2 separate regions of the Zea mays genome follow, and region 2 is linked to region 1. The links are chromatin contacts, called in public Hi-C maps. All regions are on one chromosome and are shown on one strand. Each heading gives the region's core, a stretch centred on a gene start, on an enhancer-like site or on the middle of the called end of the contact. The rest is flanking DNA. Distances are from core to core; before and after follow the strand shown. Region 1 holds the start of LOC100272744 (EC synthetase). Region 2 holds the start of LOC100170245.

Region 1 (3,180 bases), core at 458-2,957:
ATATTTCCTGTTTATAATTATTCGTCATTAAAAATCTATTGAGGTTCCTATTATCCATAATTTCAATCCACCTTTTATACCAATCAGTAGTGTTTTTAAGGCGTCGCCTAGGCGTCCAGGCGCTCGGATAATTCTAGGTGCCTTGCTCTCCTAGGCGCCGCCTAGGCGTTAAGGCAGTGGGCATGTTTACTTGCTCGCCTTACCGCCTTAAGAACACTGCCGATCACTATTCCGAATTCAAAATAAGTGAATGTACAGAGCACTCTAAGGTGGTAGCTGGTTAGTACAGTTTAATTGGTCCAAATTATCCTTCATTTCAATCGACTTTTATACGAATCACTATTCCAAACTCAAACAAAGTTAATGTACTCAGTGCTCTAAGGTGGTAGCTGGTTAATACAGTTTAGTTAGTCGCCTCCACCTAACTCAATGCAATGCTAGAGGCCTAGAATAAAGATTGGAGATAAAATTTCTCCATGCTAGACTCAACTGACCTGGGAAAGGGAAGGATTGGCTGTGCCTGAGAAGATGCGCAGCCTCGTGTCGTTCCTCATGTTTGGATCCCGGAAAACTGGCAAGGTTACAGGAGTCAATAACGACCTGTTGGACACCGGAATGCAAGGTGGTGCTCCATTGATTGACCTCAGAGAATCAATCTTTTTACAATTCTGCACGTACGAGTCCATTTTTTAGCTTATATAACCAGGCAGAAGTTCAAAAAAAATCCACATTGTACAGGCTCGACATAAATTAGGGCCTATTTGGTAAGGCTCCGACTTCTCCGGAGGTGTTCTGCCCAACGTTTTGTAGAATAAGCCGTAAAACAGAGGAGCAGGAGCAGGAGACTGTGATGACCCGTGGCCGCGGCTAGGGTTCGCCGGACGTGAGTCAGTAGCAGATCGGCGAAGAGAACAACGCCAAGGAGACAGGTGAGTTCGGTTTCAGGTGTCTGTTCCTATTTCATTTCATATTTCCATCTCAACAAACAGTTACAGTATTTATACATCTGAGATCCAACTAACAGAATGGCTAATGCCTTGGCTAATCACTTATTACAGCCCATAGAAGATTAATACGGCCCTAATATGGCCCAAACCCTAATACTCGAAAGATCCACTAATACTTCATACCTGCGCCTAAGCACCGCCACCTTGGGTCATCACAGAGACGTTTTAAAGGAGCCACAAATTGAAGGAGTCCTGAAAAACGCCCTTTTAGTAGCACAACTTCCCAACTTACTTCCTTTGTGTGCAGATACAAGATGGGTACTCTCTAGTGTCCAAGATCCAAAACTAAAGCTTTAAACCCGCGCTTGCGAAAAAAGTATTTAAAGAAAAACGAGCTCCGAACGCCGACCATCGCCGTAATATCAATTCCCGAGCTCCGAACGCGCCGTCGCCGTAAAATCACCGGTCGGTCCGGATGGCAGGGCGGCGAGTGATTATTGCCGCATGGCCCGGGCACGAACAGAGCAAATAAGAACAGGGCGTGGGGGTAAGGAGCTCACCACGGCGGCGGGGGCTGGGCGCGAGCGGCGCAGGAGGCCCCCGCTGCGCGAGGCGCCGGGAGATGCCGCCGCAGCGGTGACGGCGGAGGTGGTGGGGGAGCAGCAGGGCGGCATGGTGAAACGGGAGGAGGATTTGCTGAGGCGACGGTGGGCGGTGGCTAGGGCCTAGGGTTTTAATCCGGTCTATACGAAGAATCCCAGCTTACTACGTGCATGTCAAAATCGAGACAATTGCCATTATAAAACATCAGAGAAACGGTTTTGAAGAATTGGAGGCGTTGCCGAGGGCTTCGCTGTTTTGGAGACGCAGCCAGTAGGCAATCACTAAAATGGATACGAGACAGTGAATTGGAGCTGAGCAAACAGCGATTACTTACCTTGCGCCATTACCGTCGCCCAGCTCAGACGGCGTCTTCTTCTGTCCTCCTCTTGCGTCTCCCAGCTCGTGCGTCTCCTCTGCGTGTCCTCTGCGTGTAGAGAGCCTAGCTCTTGCGTTTATCGTCGCCCAGCTCTTGCGTCTCCTCTGCGTGTAGAGAGCTGTCGTCTTCTACTGTCCTCCTCTTGCGGCGAGGTGAGTTCTCGTCTTCTTCCATTCGAAACCGCTCCTCTCAACTCCCTTTTAGCTAAGTTCTCCTCGATTCCTATTGCTTAGGGTTTGTGTGAGTTCGGAACCATGGAGTTCGACCCCTTCGGCATTTCGCCAGACAGCAACTCCCCGGATCTACGCCCTGTGCAATCAACTGCGCCATTGTTGCCATTGGCGGCACCGAGTTCAACTGCTGGACCAGTGACAGGGGGGAAATAGGTGCCAGTGAGGTGAGATAAATTTACAGAACTGTGTCATTAATTGTGAAAATATTGTCGTTGATTATTGGATGCTTCTCCATTGTCTGTAATATAGGAAGTGCAGAGGATTGATGGAACAATACAACTGGACTGGGATTCGATTATAGTTTTTGATGAGTTGGATGAAGAAGGAAGAGTACAAGTTCCATGCGAAAATGAGGTATATTGTAATCTTGGACTGAATTCAGATGATGAGGCTGAAAAAAATAGAAATCGTGATACATTTTATAGCAGTGGTACAACTTCTCATTCGCAAGAAAGATTGGATATTGACAACGAAGAACACCATGGTGATGAGGAATGTGAAGACTACATTCCAGATGAGAAGAGGGTGGTGTACAATAGGATTAATCCTTCTATGCAGCCAGGTTGTTTGTTTCCTAACATGAAAGAATTTAGGATTGCTATGCGTCAGTATGCAATAAAACATGAATTCGAGCTTGGAATTGATGTCACTTCGACAACCAGATACGTTGGATATTGTAAGGGTGGTGACTCGACAGCATTGAACGGTAGATGGAACGGGCACCTAGCATCAGCTACTGGTGTAGATGGCCACAATTGGATGTACCCTGTATCTTTTTGCTTTTTCCAATCTGAGACGGTTGACAACTGGATTTGGTTCATGGAACAGTTGAAAAAGGTCGTGGGTGATATCACAGTACTTGCTATATGCTCAGATGCACAAAAAGGTCTGATGCATGCTGTAAATGATGTTTTCCCGCATGCTGAGAGAAGAGAATGCTTCAGACACTTAATGGGAAACTATGTCAAACACCATGCTGGTTCAGAGCACATGTATCCAGCAGCTAGGGCATATAGGAGGG
Region 2 (3,180 bases), core at 285-2,784, 250 kb after region 1:
TATCTACCATACAGATATAATCCAGATCAAATAACCAGCAAAATTCCCCATGTATCTAAACCTAAGCACGAACAGAACTCGTCATTCTACTTACAGTGAGCATCCACGTGGCATTCTCCACCTCGTACGGGTTGGGCTTCACGTACCGGTGGTTGAACGTGCAGCCCTCGTGCAAGTCCACCTTATGGTCGTTGATGAGATGGGACACCAGGAACGGGACGTCGCCTGCGATCAGGCACTCGGAACCTGCGTACGGGCAGCTGTACGGCCTGAACCTGCAGAGCTCCTCGTGCTTCAGTTTGCTCTTGTATGGGTGGATCTCGGTGCATCCCGTGCTCTGGTACTTGCACGGAAGCTGGAGTTGCTCTGCCACCTTCTCGAGAGCTAGGCACCTGATGTTTCCCAGTTCCTGGCGACAGGTTGGGCAATGGTTCTCTACCCTGTGCTTGCAACTAGAGCAGATCGTGTGGCCATTTGGGCACTGCAGAAACAAAGGAACCAGTAGATTATTACCATTACCATTTCCAGGATTCATCTCTGCAACTCTAGCCACTGCAATTGAAGCTGGTGTTTAAATTACATGATGTAAATCCTGAAGTGATACGGATACCATCACTATTCAAGTAACACGATTAGTTTGCAACTCATCTAATTATTCTAATGAAAAAATGTGTAGAAACATTACCTCAACTTCGGAATTGTGATTATAATAAGGCTAACCTTTTCTTTGGAAGGATAAAGATAACTCGTCGACAAAAAAATGTAGACCAAGGATGCAATAAACTTAATTACAGACAACACGCAATAGTATCATGTATGTGGAGTGGGCAGGGGAACTTGAAAATATCCCAATGCGCTATAAATAAAGCCTTTAAGCTTGTTGATGGTCATGATCATAGTACCATACCAAATTCTAAGGAAGTGAAGACATAAACTAATATACATGGGCTCCAGCACTATGCATACACTGATATAAACATATGGAGGAAACAAAGGACTGATATAAACACATGGATACAAGAGAACTTAACGTCGATTACAATGTGACAATAACAAAAGTTACACTAGGATGTTTAATAGAACAGAATTTTGAACAACTTGAGATCAATGGGCAAACCTAGATAACTTAAGGTGGTGCAAATGCAACATACATACCATATAACCCACCTTCTATACTAACTCAATCTACACATCTAATAGGCAATGTAAGCTATCAGCATTCTCTTTGCATACAGATAACATGCGAAGATGCATACTGCAATCACCAAAGCACATAAAAAGGAGAAGATAAGTCTAAGCAGACAGACCTGGAGTATAGGTGGGCGCATCGAGTTGGTACACACTGGGCATTCGAGCAAATCATTCAAGCCACACAGCGACGACAATGCAACATTGGCTAGCGATGCCGATGTAGACCACGGTTTACTTGCAGAGTCTACGTCAAGCATGATACCCCCAAGTGATTCAGAAAGCCCATCGTCATCTCCACAGTCCGACTCGGGGACTACAGTCACAATGCTGCTTCCCGGTGCCATTGTAAAAAGCTCCTTTCAGGTCCGGAAGTAGTACAAACCATCAGCAGCCCACCACTCCATTGTTTTCCTGCTAACCACACCAAATTTTAGCATCAAAGAAGACATGGAATCTAAGCAAAACAGAATTAACGTCCTGCGTAGGTTGATTCTGATGCTCGGTAGTTTATCAGGGTCACAAAAAAAAAGGGTAATTCCTCAGAACCATGAATGACAAAGATAAAATCTGTTGCCGCCAACTGAAGAGTCAGGAATCCAACTTGAGTGAGCAAACTACATTCAGATCTCAGAACTGAGGAAGCACCGTACACTCCACTACTCCAGTGACTCCCATCCAATGACCTTGGCGGTTTCCAAACTCGAATTGGCCACTGCGGCGTAACCCGACCAACTTCGCCCGAGGCAGTACATTTAATCGAAGACAGGTGCAGCAGGGGCGGACCCGCCCCGACAATTTTTTGCAAAGAAATTCGAAGTTTCTAGGCGTAATAAATGTCTACTACACTTGTAATTGGACCAGATTTCAGATCCGGATACAAAGAGCTTGGGTTTGAGTGCTCGGTTTCGCACGGCAGGAGCGGAGGAGGAGGGGTGTGCGCACCTTGTGGGCGCTCGTCGCCGGCGAAGGTGGAAACCTGGGCGCCTGCGCGTAGGGCGGCGGCGGCCGAGCAGTCGTCGCCACAGAGCGCACGCGAGGGGGACGGGGGAACTACCGAGAGAGATAATGCGGGGGGATAATCGGATAAAGGTTGTTCGGGCCACCTCAGTAGTCAGTACTAGTGTAGACGTGCAGTAGTGTATGTGTATCCCTTCCCCAGTTCCCCTTCATATGCTCTCGGTTTCCCATTTGAAATTTGAGAAGACAAAAGACACCCAGATGAACCCGATTTTATCTCTGACAAAAATACGAATAGATAAATATTCATAGATTTCTATATTTATGTAAAATTTCACAAAAATCTATGCAACAACATAAAAAAGATAAACCAGTACCTAGAGCATCTCCAATAGTTATGTAGATAACTCTTTAAATATAAATTTAAGACGTTTTTGAGAAAACTCTTCTCCAATAGTTATATAAAGTCGGTCCTTAAATTTACAAACTCCATACAAAACTCAATTTCATCTCTACATTTACGAACCTCGTTGGGATTCCCTAAATCAATGTTGGTTTTAAATCCAACACGAAAACCATATTTCGGCCACTGTTTTGTGTCGTCCAATCGTCCCATCGATCACAAATCTATCTCCAGTATCATGTGTTGTCTTCATGTCGTCGCCGCAACCTTCTTGTCGGGGACCATAATTAGGGGTACCCTCAAGACTCCTAATTCTCAGCTGGTAACCTCCATCAGCATAAAGCTGCTAAGGCCTGATGGGTGCGATTAAGTCAGGGATCAGTCCATTCGAGGGACTCGATCACGCCTCGTCCGAGCCTAGTCTCGGACAAGGGCAGCCGACCATGGAGGATTTCCGTCTCGCCCGAGGCCCCCCTCCAACGGTGAACATATTCTCGGCTCGCCCGAGGCCCTGCCTTCGCTAAGAAGCAACCCTGACTAAATCGTCGCACCGACCGAACAAATCGCAGGAGCGTTTAATGCAAAGGTGGCCTGACACCTTTATCCTGACGCGCGCCCCCCGGCAGAGC

Evidence for each region. Hi-C and Micro-C count contacts between places; a contact is called where the count stands out from the background.
Region 2: a Hi-C map of leaf shows a contact between it and region 1, with 7 times the contacts expected there. The contact joins the promoter of LOC100170245 here to the promoter of LOC100272744 in region 1. A contact is called at or near these places in 2 of 25 Hi-C or Micro-C datasets (leaf and tassel).

Annotation. Positions count from the first base shown.
Region 1 is chr5:76,072,939-76,076,118 of Zm-B73-REFERENCE-NAM-5.0, forward strand. LOC100272744 (EC synthetase) reads right to left here and starts at 1,708. Exons shown (of 10, transcript NM_001147197.1): 1 at 1,508-1,708; 2 at 495-668. The coding sequence starts at 1,621.
Region 2 is chr5:76,323,517-76,326,696 of Zm-B73-REFERENCE-NAM-5.0, forward strand. It overlaps LOC100170245, which reads right to left and starts at 1,535. Exons shown (of 3, transcript NM_001130126.1): 1 at 1,308-1,535; 2 at 95-481. The coding sequence starts at 1,535.